2 separate regions of the Triticum aestivum genome follow, and region 2 is linked to region 1. Evidence: chromatin contacts called from public Hi-C data. All regions are on one chromosome and are shown on one strand. Each heading gives the region's core, a stretch centred on a gene start, on an enhancer-like site or on the middle of the called end of the contact. The rest is flanking DNA. Distances are from core to core; before and after follow the strand shown.

The links. A called contact is a pair of places that touch in the nucleus more often than the background predicts.
Region 2: a Hi-C map of leaf shows a contact between it and region 1, with 4 times the contacts expected there. The contact joins the promoter of LOC123103921 here to the enhancer-like site in region 1. A contact is called at or near these places in 3 of 5 Hi-C or Micro-C datasets (leaf and root) and 1 of 1 datasets of contacts at active chromatin or transcription factors (leaf).

Annotation. Positions count from the first base shown.
Region 1 is chr5A:447,794,364-447,801,145 of IWGSC CS RefSeq v2.1, forward strand. No RefSeq gene overlaps it. Among protein-coding and RNA genes, the nearest start is that of LOC123107133, 6.5 kb to the right of the region's middle. Within about 2 kb of position 3,733, at least 7 of the 8 cell types and tissues checked have an H3K27ac peak or open chromatin away from gene starts, as enhancers often do. A contact at or near this core is called in leaf and root, where this site is marked.
Region 2 is chr5A:448,385,799-448,392,580 of IWGSC CS RefSeq v2.1, forward strand. LOC123103921 (homeobox-leucine zipper protein HOX11) reads left to right here and starts at 4,162. Exons shown (of 4, transcript XM_044525615.1): 1 at 4,162-4,466; 2 at 4,607-4,938; 3 at 5,026-5,105; 4 at 5,238-5,857. The coding sequence starts at 4,211. The coding sequence ends at 5,625.

The DNA.
Region 1 (6,782 bases), core at 2,483-4,982:
CACGAGTACAAGATGTGTGGCGCATTCCTGAGTCTAGGACAATTGGTGGCTAAGGTATGTACTGCACAACGTGAGGGAGGATCAGTACTAGCTGACATGTTTCTGTCCAAGAGCAGCCTACAGGCAATGGTGGCAGGAGTCCAACGCAATGCACTGGTGGCAACCACTGTATGGTATGTGTGGTGGGAGCATCGCCGCTACACCCACAAGGAGTTTCTACAGGACCCGTCCAGATCGGCGCAGGCTATTGCGGCTCTAGCTAAAAATTTCACGAGAGCTAGAAATAAGAACACAAAGATCAGGAGGCACGGCTGGGAGAGGCCACCTGAGGGAATTATAAAATTGAACGTCGACGTGGGATTTGAGATGGACAGCGGCTCTGGGAGTACAGGAGCTATCCTGCGAGATGACATGGGAAATTTTTATAGCTGCTTCGTGCGGGGCCATTCCCTTTGTGGAGGATGCGGTGACGGCAGAAGCAAGGGCTCTAAGAAATGGGTTGTTACTTGCTAATGATATGGGTTGCAACAAACTTTATGTCGAAGCGGACTGCATGGAGGTGATTGATGTTATGCAGAACGGCGGGAACTTCCTCGGACATGCGGCGGCAATCTATGAAGAATGTACTTTCTTAGCTCGTAATTTTAGTTTTATTGATTTTAATCACTGTCCTAGAGAAGCCAATATGGCGGCCGATGTGTTGGCTAGGAATTCGGAGTCCTCTCAAACTATTGTTTGGAAGTCGGAGCCTCTGAGTTTTCTAGTGGACGTCCTATCAAACGATGTATCTTTATTTTCACATGAAATATAAACCTCCATGATAGCTTTCCCTCAAAAAAAGATGGGTTGTCTCGGTCTACCACGGGAGCCTGATCTACAAAAATGTGGATGTTAGTGTAATCTGGCGCACTTAACATTGATGTAAATAAATCCAGTTAACCTTTTCAATCAACAAAACCTTTGGTAGCTTCTCGCCCCGTGTTGGGTCTAGTTTGACGACCCTTATGTTGCCGGACTCCGTGGGTGAGGCATTCGCTGAGGTTGTGTCTCCGGTGCTGTAGATCATGCCCGAGTTGCAGGTGTTGTGTGGGGAACATGTTTCGCATGTGTCGATGGAGCAGCTCAAGTTAGGCTCTCTCCAGGCTTCGGAGATGGACTTGGTGCCCTCACCACCACCCATGGAGCCTTGTTAGGGGTTAGACAACCTACCTCTCAGCATCGTGGAGCATGGAGTTTTAGATGTTGCTGTCCTTCCCTCGTGTGCGACCGTCGGGCAGGTGATGCCTGTGAGTGGCATGACCATTGAGCCACTTGTGTTGGCACCCACTCCAAATCCGAATGCTCTTTTCGCGAAGGAACTCTGTGATTTGCTAGCCAGCGTGAAGGTTGCTAGACCTAGTTTGGGCAGGTCAATTGCTTGCCTCCTGACGGGGACACCAATAAGGGGCAAACAAAAAAAGGCGGGCAAAGGCAAAAATGATGCCAAAAGCAAGGTGTCTATGGCTGCTTGATGGATAATCTTTGGTCTCTCGGCTTGTCCTCTTTGTTTGGGTTCTTGTTGTGGGTTGGAAGGTGCTTGATGTCTTGTGTCGAGGTGTTCTCGTGGGGAGTCACTTGGCGAAGTAGCAGTGAAGGGGTTTGTGGATGTTGTGTTTTTAGAGAGTTTGGCGGGCCGCCTGTGCGGTTGTGGGATTTCATGTCTTGGAAGTAGTTTGTTCGTGCTTCATTTGTATTGGTTTTCACCTAATTTTTTATAAATTAACTAAGCGATTATCTTCTTCTTAATTAATCGATGAGGCAAAAATTTTACCTCCCTTTCGAAAATAAATGTCCAGTGATTTTCCAGGGAGAGGAAAAGAGCGAGCAAAGATGCGAAAAGTACTAGTACTGCTATACAAAGTAACCTTTCTCGTAGCACCCCTTGAGCAATCTTATATTTCTGCCTCGTCCATGTCACAGCCGGTAGTACAAGTGCACCAGTGCTGCGTGCCGGGTTGATGCAAGCCCAACCCACGTCCTCTCACCGCGAACGAATTAAAACGCCGGTGCCGGTGCCAGTGCGTGCGCTGTGCTGTGCGGTGCTCCACCTGACGCGAGAGCTTTGCCTCCCTGGTCAAAGCGAGCGCGGCCCGGAAGGCTTTTCCCGCGCTTTCTTTCTTCTTTTCTTCACTTCGTTTTCTGAGTTTTTCAAGCTTTTCCTTCGCCGAGATCCACATGATTGCCGCGCTGCACGCACGCCCGCCCGCACCAGCCCAATCCTCGTGCTGCTTGACGTCCGCAATCATGTGTTCCCTCCCCGTCGTGTTTAGCTTTATTTCCTGGTTATGTCTCATCACAGGACAGCAGCTTGACGTTAATGTCGTAGTAGTACTGCGCGTACTTCTCCGGGAGTGGCCGTACTGCGCGTAGCATCATGATCGCGCCGCGTAGGCCGGGGCCGTTGCGTCGCCGATCCGTTTCGCCGTCGCTCTCGCGCCTCACGGGGTCATTCCCGGCATAATGACGGCCATGATTGTGCATGGGGGGGAGCCCGTGATCCGTCACGCGAGCGGCTCAGGTGCTGTTGGCGTTCACGCGGCTAGGCTCGTCCTGGCTGCTCGAGTGCGTGCTACAGTACGGTGCCGCTTGCCATTGCCAGCCATGGCATGCGGCACCGGCGCGCGCGGGCCGGGGCGCCGATCGAGCCGCGCTAGTGATTGCACGCACAGCCTCCGCATGATTGGTCGGTCTCCCGTGGAAGTTAATGCCGCCCCGGGCTTGTCGTCGACGACAGGCATGGGCCGATGGGCGTACGTTTGCTGCCCCTGCCAGGCTGGTCTCCGGGGAACTGTTCCTGCCGGCGTGGAGGTCTACGCTCGCACGCCCCATCGTTCGGAAATAGTAACTCGTAGCAGTACTACCGCTGAGCAAGGGCGAATAATAATCGAGACCTATATCGGTCGCACGTTCAAGTTCAGCCAAAGCCTAGACGGGAGAGGAAGCGCTAGAATATGCTTTCCGCTGTTATTTACCAGCTCAAATTTCCGCATGAACTGAGCTTGGCCTAGCTTGAAACATCTGTGTGATGTGGACCTTGGGACAGCGTAGTGATAGTCATGTATGCTTGCGCGAACTGGCTGGCAGGCAGGGAGGCAGCATGCATGGATCGTATCATAGTATCAAGCCGGCACTGCTGGCCCGTGAGTGAAAAATGTCCACGGAATGATTTCATCCGACCAGGGCATGCCGCGAGAGAAAAGAGTGATGATGAGGCGACGGTGCACGGCGAGACGATGACGAGGGCAATCATGGGCGGCTTGTCCGGCCGGAGGCGTGCTCGCCGGGGCCATGGACGACCAGGCGGCACAGGCCCACTCGGCAACCAGCGCCGGTCGGTAGCTGCCACTCGTCGACGGATTCGGGTTGAGAAAATACTCGTGCTCACAACCATGGCCACGCTCCGTATGGTTTAACAAATGATCTTACTGTTATACAGTAGTATTCTTTTTTTTTCGTTGCGGTGGATACAGTAGTATTCTTTAACAAATGGTTTTTTACTGCAGCTGCATTCTGTTACCAACCCACCAAAGAAACCACCGGCGGTGAGCAATGACGGGAGACCGGTCGACGCTACGGGCGCGGCCATTGGATTCCATCGCCGGTCGCCATCCACCAGCGGCAGGCGTGACCCGTTCCAGTCACGTTACCACGCGGCTCCCGTACGGTACACGCTACTAGCGGGCTCCGAGCCTCTCCAGCCAGCCCAGCCCCGACCCGACCCGACCCGACCCGCCAAGAACGAAAGAGAGGCAAGGCGGAACCGGGCCAATCAAGGGGAAATAATTGCGGGGCCCATCGCGAGATCGGGCGGAGCGGTCGCGACCGTACTAATGATTGCGCCTGGCGTGCTGTCGGCCGGAGCCCGACTTGCGGGCCCGTCCACGCATCATTGCGGCTTATCCGCCGCCGGTGGGACCTCCGGGGAAGCGGGATATCATACGGGCCAATGCGGGCTCCGCGTCCCTCGCGGGCCACATGTCCAAGCGGGCTAGGCTCAGTTGGGCCTTTACCTTGTTCTCTCGCTCAAGAATGCCACATGTCTTGGATGTTTATTGTCAAGCTTCGGGGCAGCGGATAAATTATGACAAGTCCTCACTTTTCTTCAGTAAGGGAGTTCCTGACAGTGTGCGCCAGCAAATTAAAGGGATACTGCACGTACCAAATGAAACCTTGAATGAAAAATATCTTGGTATGCCTAGTGATATTGGTACGTCTAAGAATGGAGCCTTCAAATATTTGAAAGATAGGTTGTGGAACAAAGTCCAAGGCTGGATTGAAAAAAACTTGTCCATGGCAGGAAAAGAGGTTTTGGTTAAAGCAGTAGCCCAAGCTGTCCCGGTTTATTCTATGTCATGCTTCAAACATCCAAGAGGGCTGTGCGAGCACTTGAACATGCTAATTCGGAAATTTTGGTGGGGAAGCAAGAATGGACAACGCAAGCCCAACTGGGTGTCCTGGAAGGCAATGACACAACCCAAGAATATGGGTGGTTTGGGTTTTAAAGACTTTGAACTCTTTAACTTGGCGATGCTTGCTAAACAAGCATGGAGGATATTGCAAAATTCTGAATCTCTAAGTGCTCGCATCTTGAGGAGCATATATTTCCCAACCACGCCTTTTCTGGAAGCTTCACTGGGAAGCCACCCTAGCCAAATTTGGCGAGCTGTTATAGAAGGCAAAGAGGTCTTGAAGCAAGGACTGATCAAACGTATTGGCAATGGAGAAACCACAAATATTTGGAACGATAACTGGTTGCCTCGCACGGAGATGTTGCGTCCGTACGGGAGCAGGGTAACTCACCCGCCGGTACATGTTTCGGAGCTCATTGATGCTACCTCGGCGACATGGAATAGGGATAAGTTAGAACAGGTACTCATGCCAATGGATATTCCTATCGTTCTGAGAATACCTTTATGCACAAAAAATATAGCAGATTTCTGGTCGTGGCATTATGAAAAGTCCGGCATATTTACGGTACGGTCTGCCTATGCTATGTTGGTTTCCACCAGGAGGAGGAGAGAGGCATGGCTTGAGCAAACAGCGGGCTCCTCAAGTACGGACTCGGAAGGTTCAGCATGGAAGCTTTTGTGGAAAGTGCAAGTGCCCAGCAAAGTTCGGATGTTTTTGTGGAGACTTGCTAAGCAATCTCTGCCCACAGAGGATGTCAGATCACACAGAAATATGTCAACAACGAGTTCATGTGGACTATGTGGTGCGCCGGACTCATGGCGTCACTCATTGCTGGAGTGTACCTCGGCGAGATGTGTTTGGGCTCTAGCAGATGCAGATCAAGTGGAACAGCTAAGTTCATCTATGGAGCCGAACGCCAAACTTTGGCTCTTCTCAATGATGGAAGTGTTGTCGCATGCTTCTTTTGTCAAACTAGCAGTTACACTTTGGGCGATATGGTGGGCTCGCCGACAAGCTATTCATGAAGGAAATTTCCAGAGCCCTTATGCTACCCATGGTTTTGTTGAGAGATTTATAAGCGAGATGCAGAGCCTGGGTGTAAGCAAGCCAATGGGCGAGGCGAGAAGCTCCAGACAGAATAATCAAGCACCCACAACTAGTCCGAAGGCACCGCCAGTAGGGTTTGCCAAAATTCACGTTGATGCCGGCGTAATGAATTTTAACAGAGGAGGTTCAGCGGCAGCCATTTGCAGAGATGACCACGGACAGTACCTGGGCAGTTCAGCATTAGTGATAAGAGGTGTCGACGATGTCGGGACTCTGGAAGCGATCGCATGCCGGGAGGCGATGTCGTTGGCTGAAGACTTGCACATCCATGATTTCATCATAGCTTCAGATTCCCAACAGGTGGTCAATGATATTAACAAGGGTTATATGGGTAGATATGGTGCGATCTTGACAGAGATTGGCCTGAGAGCCTCTGCGTTTAATTGTAAATTTGTGTTTGAGGGGCGGGCGTCGAATGGTGACGCTCACAAGATAGCTAGATCAGCTCTTTCTCTTCAGCAGGGGCGCCATGTATGGCTTGTTAATCCCATGCAAACTGTATTCCACAAACTGTGGCTTTTGATTAATAAAGTGTGTTACACCCCTCAAAAAAAAATCAAAAACAAAAACAAAAAGCGACGAATCCGCCATCATCATCATCATCAGCCAGTCAGGAAATGAAAACGAAGGGCCCAGCCTACGGACGAGCGAAATCCCAGCAGCAGCACTGTGGACGAATTCTTTTGATGCGCTCCAGGACTCTGCCAAGTACAGTAAGCGTACTGCTTGCTCAGTTAAGCAAAGCCTGCGTGGCCATCACATCACATCATCGGTCCATTATCACCACCTAGCACTAGCAGCAGCCCAGCGGCCGTAGTTCTGTAATATAAATTCCGGGCGGGCAGATCTGCTCGAAGATCCCGGCCGTGCGGCGCGGTGCGGTGCGCTGGGCCTGGGCGAGCTTCTTCCTCTCCTCTCCTCGACCCTTGCCATAACTTCCCGCCACCAAACGCGTCTGACCCAGGATGAGGAGGCCAGTAATGGCCAGTTATGGCAGAGCATATTGCACGCCCCATATTCGCCATTACTCATGCACGCATAATATACTCTACTAGGAGGAGGAGTAGCAGGCAGGCGTACCCATTGACCGGTAGGGGTAGCGAATCGGCGACGGCCAGTACCGTGCTGCGAGGATCGTCGGGCGGGATCTCGGCCGGTACCGCCCATAATCACGGGCAAGTACACGTACTACCACCACCCCAAGCTTGCATGCATGCATGCACCTC
Region 2 (6,782 bases), core at 2,912-5,411, 590 kb after region 1:
TCTACGAAGATCTTTATCGGTCAAACCGCATAACAACATACATTGTTCCCTTTGTCAATGGTATGTTACTTGCCCGAGATTCAATCGTCAATATCATCATACCTAGTTCAATCTCATTACCGGCAAGTCTCTTTACTCGTTCCGTAATGCAACATCCCGTAACTAACTCATTAGTCACATTGCTTGCAAGGCTTATAGTGATGTGCATTACCGAGAGGGCCCAGAGATACCTCTCCGATAATCGAAGTGACAAATCCTAATCTCGATATATGCCAACTCAACAAACACCATCAGAGACACCTGTAGAGCATCTTTATAATCACCCAGTTACATTGTGATGTTTGATAGCACACTAAGTGTTCCTCCGGTATTCGGGAGTTGCATAATCTCATAGTCATAGGAACATGTATAAGTTTTGGAGAAAGCAATAGCAATAAACTAAATGATCATAGTGCTAAGCTAACGGATGGGTCAAGTCAATCACATCATTCTCTAATGATGTGATCCCGTTTATCAAATGACAACTCATGTCTATGGTTAGGAAACTTAACCATCTTTGATTAACGAGCTAGTCAAGTAGAGGCATACTAGTGACACTCTGTTTGTCTATGTATTCACACATGTACTAAGTTTCCGGTTAATACAATTCTAGCATGAATAATAAACATTTATCATGATATAAGGAAATATAAATAACAACTTTATTATTGCCTCTAGGGCATATTTCCTTCACTGGGGGCGAGTAGAGATCGGAAGCGCAGCAGAACAGAGGGGAATCGGGATCTGCGCCGACCCAAAATTCCAGGTTGGGCCGCGGCCCACCGTGTGCACCCTGTAGATCCACACCCCAGCGGCGTACATGCGTTTTCAAAACTAAATTAGGAACCTTTAGCTGACCAATTTAACGACTCTGTTTTAATAATATCATATTCAAATTTGAACAACTAAGCTTGTTTTGATAGATGGGTGGAGTAGTGCTATTATGACACGAAGCACATAGGCTGATCGTATAGTGATCATAAAAGGGGGAAAACCCTAAGCATGATCAACTAAACCCTATTATGACCGTGCCATGGCAGATTTGAAGCTGTAAACCGCATAAATGCTACTTAGCAACCATTGTTTACTTCAAACTAAGAACTAAGATTCTAAGAGTTCAAAAGAAACTACGGTAACCAAGTTACGAAGTACCACCTCTCTTGCGGCGCCATGTAGGCATCGGGGGTGCGATGGCTGTCGGTGGCATGGAAGCAGATCTGCGACGGTAGACGGATGCATTGGGGGATAAGTCCCGTTGCGGTGGACGAGAAGGTCGTCGGAGCAGCCCCGGCAAGGAGGACGACGGCGCCGTTGAAGCAAGAGGACGCGATGCATGGCTCCTGGTCTGTTACTGTGGATGAGAAACGTTCATCTCTAGAAGTGGATGACGCTGTCTTGGTAGGCGCTCTAGCATGGTGGAGGACGGCAGCGATGGATGGGGTGGCAGACGGAGGAGACTGGTGTGGGATGGTGTTCTAGCGCGGACGGTGTATGAATGGGAAAATGGAGGAAGAGGTACGGAGAACTATGTCTTTGGGACGCGCCTGTCTGAAATATGGGAAAGTTACGACCTTAGCCCCCGTTTAAAATTTGGACGTCTCTTCGGTAGGGGATAGGACAGTAATCTCGCATCTCCCCAATATTTGCCTAGAGCGATTTCAGGCGAGGAGAGGGTGTTTTGGCGCCCATGGTTGGCGCCTACAGTGTATGAACGGGGCTGACAGGTAGGGCGGTTGTGTCACGTCTGAGTGAAGTTACAAACTTGCCCCTATTAAAAATATTTGACTACATCGATTTCGGCCCAGTCGAGTTTGTGTTGCCGCCCACCGGGTATGAATGGGGAAATAAAGAAAGAGACAGAGGTCTTTCGGACGATCTTGAATCAAATGTGTTTTGCCGCTCACGTTTGACGCCCACCGTGTCTCAATGGGTTCAGAGGCGGTCATGTCACGTCTGATTGAAGTTACTAACCACGCCATGTGCTATGCACATCAAACTTGTCGATTTCTTCCACTCTCATTTCCCGAATGGTGCGAATGTAGAAAGGTTGATCGTCGCTAGAGAAGATGTTGGTTTAATTTCACCAGCAACCAAATGTGCGCCTTGAAATAGGCATATCTAGTAGACATTCAACATTTTAGCAATGATGATAGAGAAGGGGAAAACCAAGAGCATGGACCTTTCCCTTCGAAAGGGAAATTAAACACAGGAGCTACCAAATACCCATGCATGATGAGCTCATATGTATAAACACAAGCATTGGCACACTGTATTCACGGCATGTCAAGAAGAAATCAATCGAACTGCTAGACACTTTTGCACCACGTCATCCATGGCTTTGAACGTTCTCCCCATGATTAGACCATACCACTCATCACTCAAACCAATCAACACAAGTAACAACAAATGCATCCTTTCCTTTGGAAGCACTCCACCATATAATATAAGCATAAAAGAAAAATCAAACATATGCCCTACACATTTTCCCCTAGGGTCCTATTTAAACGATTTGCACCAGCTCCCACATTTCCATCCCAAAATGCATCCTTTCCTTTGGTTTCTGCGAGTCAATCACACGCGCGAGAAAGGAGGAGGAGGAGGAGGATTAGCGCTGCGCTGCCCATCCATCAAGGGCCTTTTGACCTTTTTGTGGGCATGCATGATGGCATGCATGATTCACACTTTGCACACTTGTAGAAAACCGGAGGGGGCTGCTTTTGCGGTGAAAGGAACCCCCGGCCGGCCCCGGGTACTATGCGTACAAACACCCATGATTGCGCCCTGATGCGCCTGCACCGGCGCCACTCCTCCATCCATCCATCATCCATCACAACACACATCGCCCAACGGCAGGGGCAGGCCACCACCATCATGGTCGCCATCGGCCATGGCCATCCGTCGCAGGGACAGGGCACGCACAGGGCCCGCAGCAGGGCGATCGGCTTGCCGCAAGCCAAGCTGCTGCTCGCTGGGGCGGCCGTATGTACTGTGTATGTATGCATGCATGCAAGCAGCACCCATGACGCCGATGCGCCATGCCATGATTGCGGCGAGCGAACGACCCCAGCGGCTTGTCCCCGTTGTACACATCAACAGGATTGCTTAATATCACGCAGGTAGCCAAGCCACACACACACACATGATGACGACGACGACGATGATGATGCATGCATGGCGGTGGATGAGGAATTGATGGCCGTAATCATGCGTGCCTGCATGCAAATTTGCAGGGGAAGAAAAGAGTTGCTGCTACCACTACTACTTCTCTCCACATTCCCCGCAGACACGGATCGGCTCGACCGATCTCCTCCGCCGCAGCTCCTGGCCTGGAGCTGCCCATCTGCTCCTCACGCATGCATCATGAATTACATGGGCATGCACGCATTTTCTTTCTTTCTTTCTTTGGTATAGATATAAGTAGATCTCATTCCATCCCATTGCCATTGCCATCGCATGCAATTATAGGCTCTAATTACCATCATGGACTTCCATGCAGGCCAGGGAGAACACCGATCATATGAACACACACGGCACCATCTACGTACCGCACATTCATCATTCCTCCTCTTTGGAAAATACAGTATCTTTTCCCATTCCTTTTCTGCACCCATCATTCCTCTCCCTCCTCCTCCTTGGTGCTATGCCCCTAGCTAGAATCTCACTCGTCTGCACTCCAAAATTACTTACTGACGCACAGCTCCAGGTCCAGCATGCACGACGGGTCGACGGCCATGCGGCATAAATTCGGCCATAAAGAATCTGCGGGTGCGCGGCCGGAGAAGAAGAGCCGGAGAGGAGGAGCGGCATGCAGCAGCAGCAGCTGCGCGGGCAGCTTTCTGGAAAAGATCGCGGGCGCTGTTTATAAAAGGGGAAAGATACGTAGAGCCCGCGATAATGATTAACATGATTATTACCGCGCCGCTTTTGCCGCGAACCACCCCGGCGAACGCCGGAATCGCACGGCGGCCCCGCCCCTTTCCCACCGGGTCACGTGCGGGCGCCCCGTCAACTGGTCAAACCCGCCATTATAGCTCACACACGGAGGAGAGAGAGGAGGGAGGGAGGGAGGGAGGGGAGTCCCGTCCCTGTCCCCGCCCCTATAAAACCTCCGAATCCTTGCGCGTCTCCACGGTCCCATATCCCACCGTCGTCGTCCGTCCTGCTGGTAGGCATGGAGCTGAGGCTGAGCTTGGGGGAGGCCATGGCGGACGCCGGCCGGGAGCTGGTTCTGGGGCTCGGGGTCGGGGTCGGGGTCGGGGTCGGCCCGGGGGCGGCGAGGGAGGGCGAGGGGAGGAGGGATCACGATGTCGCCGCCGCCGCCAGGGGTGGGCTCGCGTTGGGGTGCGGCTCGTCGCCGGAGCCGGCCATGCGGCTCGCGCTCCTGCCCATGGTGCCCAGCCTCGGCTTCCCGTGGCCGTCCGAGAGCAGTGAGTGATGCGATGCATGCTTGCCTTTTCCTTTCCGTTTCTTGGATTTGTGTTTGTTTCTGCATGCCGTGCGATGAGATCGCCGCCGGAGTAGTGGTGCTGAGACGGGGCGATCCGATCTGTTCCGTTCCGTTCCTCAGGGCATTTGGAGGCGTCGACGCGGGGGTTCGACGTGAACCAGGCGCCGTCGTCCGGGGGCTCGGCCTGGGGCGCCTGCGCGGCGGCGGAGGAGGAGCAGGAGGACACCGCCGCGGCGGCGCGGGCGGCCGTGTCGTCCTCGCCCAACGACAGCGGGGGCTCCTTCCCGATGGACTTCTCCGCGCGCGGCGCCAGCGACGCCGCCCCGGGCGCCGGCGGCTCGCGCGGCAGCGACGAGGACGACGGCCGCTCGGCGCGCAAGAAGCTGCGCCTCTCCAAGGAGCAGGCCGCGTTCCTGGAGGAGAGCTTCAAGGAGCACAGCACCCTCAACCCCGTAAGCATGCACATCAACCACGGTGACCAACCCCGTTTGCTTAACCATTTCCTCTCGTTCTGACGCCCATGGCTCCGCCGCGCGCAGAGGCAGAAGGTGGCGCTGGCGAAGCAGCTCAACCTCCGGCCGCGCCAGGTGGAGGTGTGGTTCCAGAACCGCAGGGCCAGGTGCGGCGCCATGAAATCCTTTTCTTTTCCTGCTCCTTTGTCTCTCTCGTCTCGACCAAGAATCTTGGCCGGTCAAGCAAAAACCATTAAATAAAAGCGCGCTGGCTTTGGCTTTGGGCTCGGCGCGTGCAGGACGAAGCTGAAGCAGACGGAGGTGGACTGCGAGTACCTGAAGCGCTGCTGCGAGACGCTGACGGAGGAGAACCGGCGGCTGCAGAAGGAGCTGGCGGAGCTGCGCGCGCTCAAGACGGTGCACCCCTTCTACATGCACCTCCCGGCGACCACCCTCTCCATGTGCCCCTCCTGCGAGCGCGTCGCCTCCAACTCCGCCCCGGCCTCCGCGGCGGCCCCCTCGCCCGCTGCCCCCGCGCCCGCCTCAGGCGCCGGCATTGCTTCGCCGGCGGCCGCTCCGGAGCAGCACAGGCCCTCGTCGTTCGCCGCGCTGTTCTCGTCGGCCAGGAGCTTCCCGCTGGCCGCCCCGCAGCCCCAGCCTCCATTGCCGGCGCCGTCGAGCTCGTGACTTGGCCGGCCGGCGAAGGGAGGGAGGGCCTGCTTGTAAATACGCCCGCCTTAATATTTCCGCTCCTCGTGTCGGGATTTTTTGTGGCTCGCCATTCGCCGAGGGCGGGGTCCGTGAGAAACGAGAGCCCCAGCCCGAGTGGAACCGCGTCTGCCGTCAGATTTGCTGCCCGGACGGCCCGGATGCTTAAAGGAAAATTGTTGCATCAGAGTTCGCTGTTAGCCTCGATCAATCTCCGTGCATTTTACCGTTTTTGAGACGTGCCTCGTGATGAGAGATTGAAAAAAAAAAGTGTACTAGTAGTACGTATCCGTGAGGGAGGACGTGAAAGAAAGCGGAATTTAGTCCCACTTTTTTGGGGGGGGGGGGGGTGTAGCTGAGGCCTGAAAGGCGCTGTGGCGTTTCTGCTCGCTTGCCGCGATGGTGTTGGGGGGGTCTGCGCCGCTGATTTGTGAAATCATGACGCCCACCCAGCCCAGAGCGTGTGCGCATCGACGCCCACTACTGCCACTCGCTCTTTACTGGTAGAGTGAGTGAAAGCGTAGATAAGATTTTACTCGAAGATCGAGGGTGAAAAGATGCGGCGTCGTGTGTGTGTGTGGTGCGCTCAACCATGCTACGACTCAAACTGTTTTGCAGCCAAGTGCTAGTACTAACTATGGTGTAGTAGCGTATGAACAATGCAACAGTGCTTACTTACGACGGATGAGTGGTCGTATCATCAAGCGAGCACTGCGCAGCGCCGACCGCGCCATACGCAGGAGCTGTCAAGGAGTACTACAACGTTGTACAGGTGGTCCTCGTGTCGTGCTGCCCCGGTTTGGCACGCCAATGCCGATGCCAGTGCCCATTGCCGTACCCCCATCTACTGGCAATGCCACCGCTGCTGCTCCCCCACCATGCCCGCCCCATCGTCAAGTGTACACGCATTTTCGTTCTCGTCTCCTCGCCCATAAACACGACCCCGGAAACCGTCGCCTCGGAGTCCACGTCGCGAGTGACAACGAGGAAGGCGACCGATGAATGCAACGCAGCGCGGGGTCCGTGTCAATGTCATGACTCGTGCATGGCCAGGAGCGCAGTCACTCATCCGTTCATTTAACGCCCTATCTAGACGAGGCCAAGCCGAGTCTGACGACCCCAAAGATCTTTCTCCC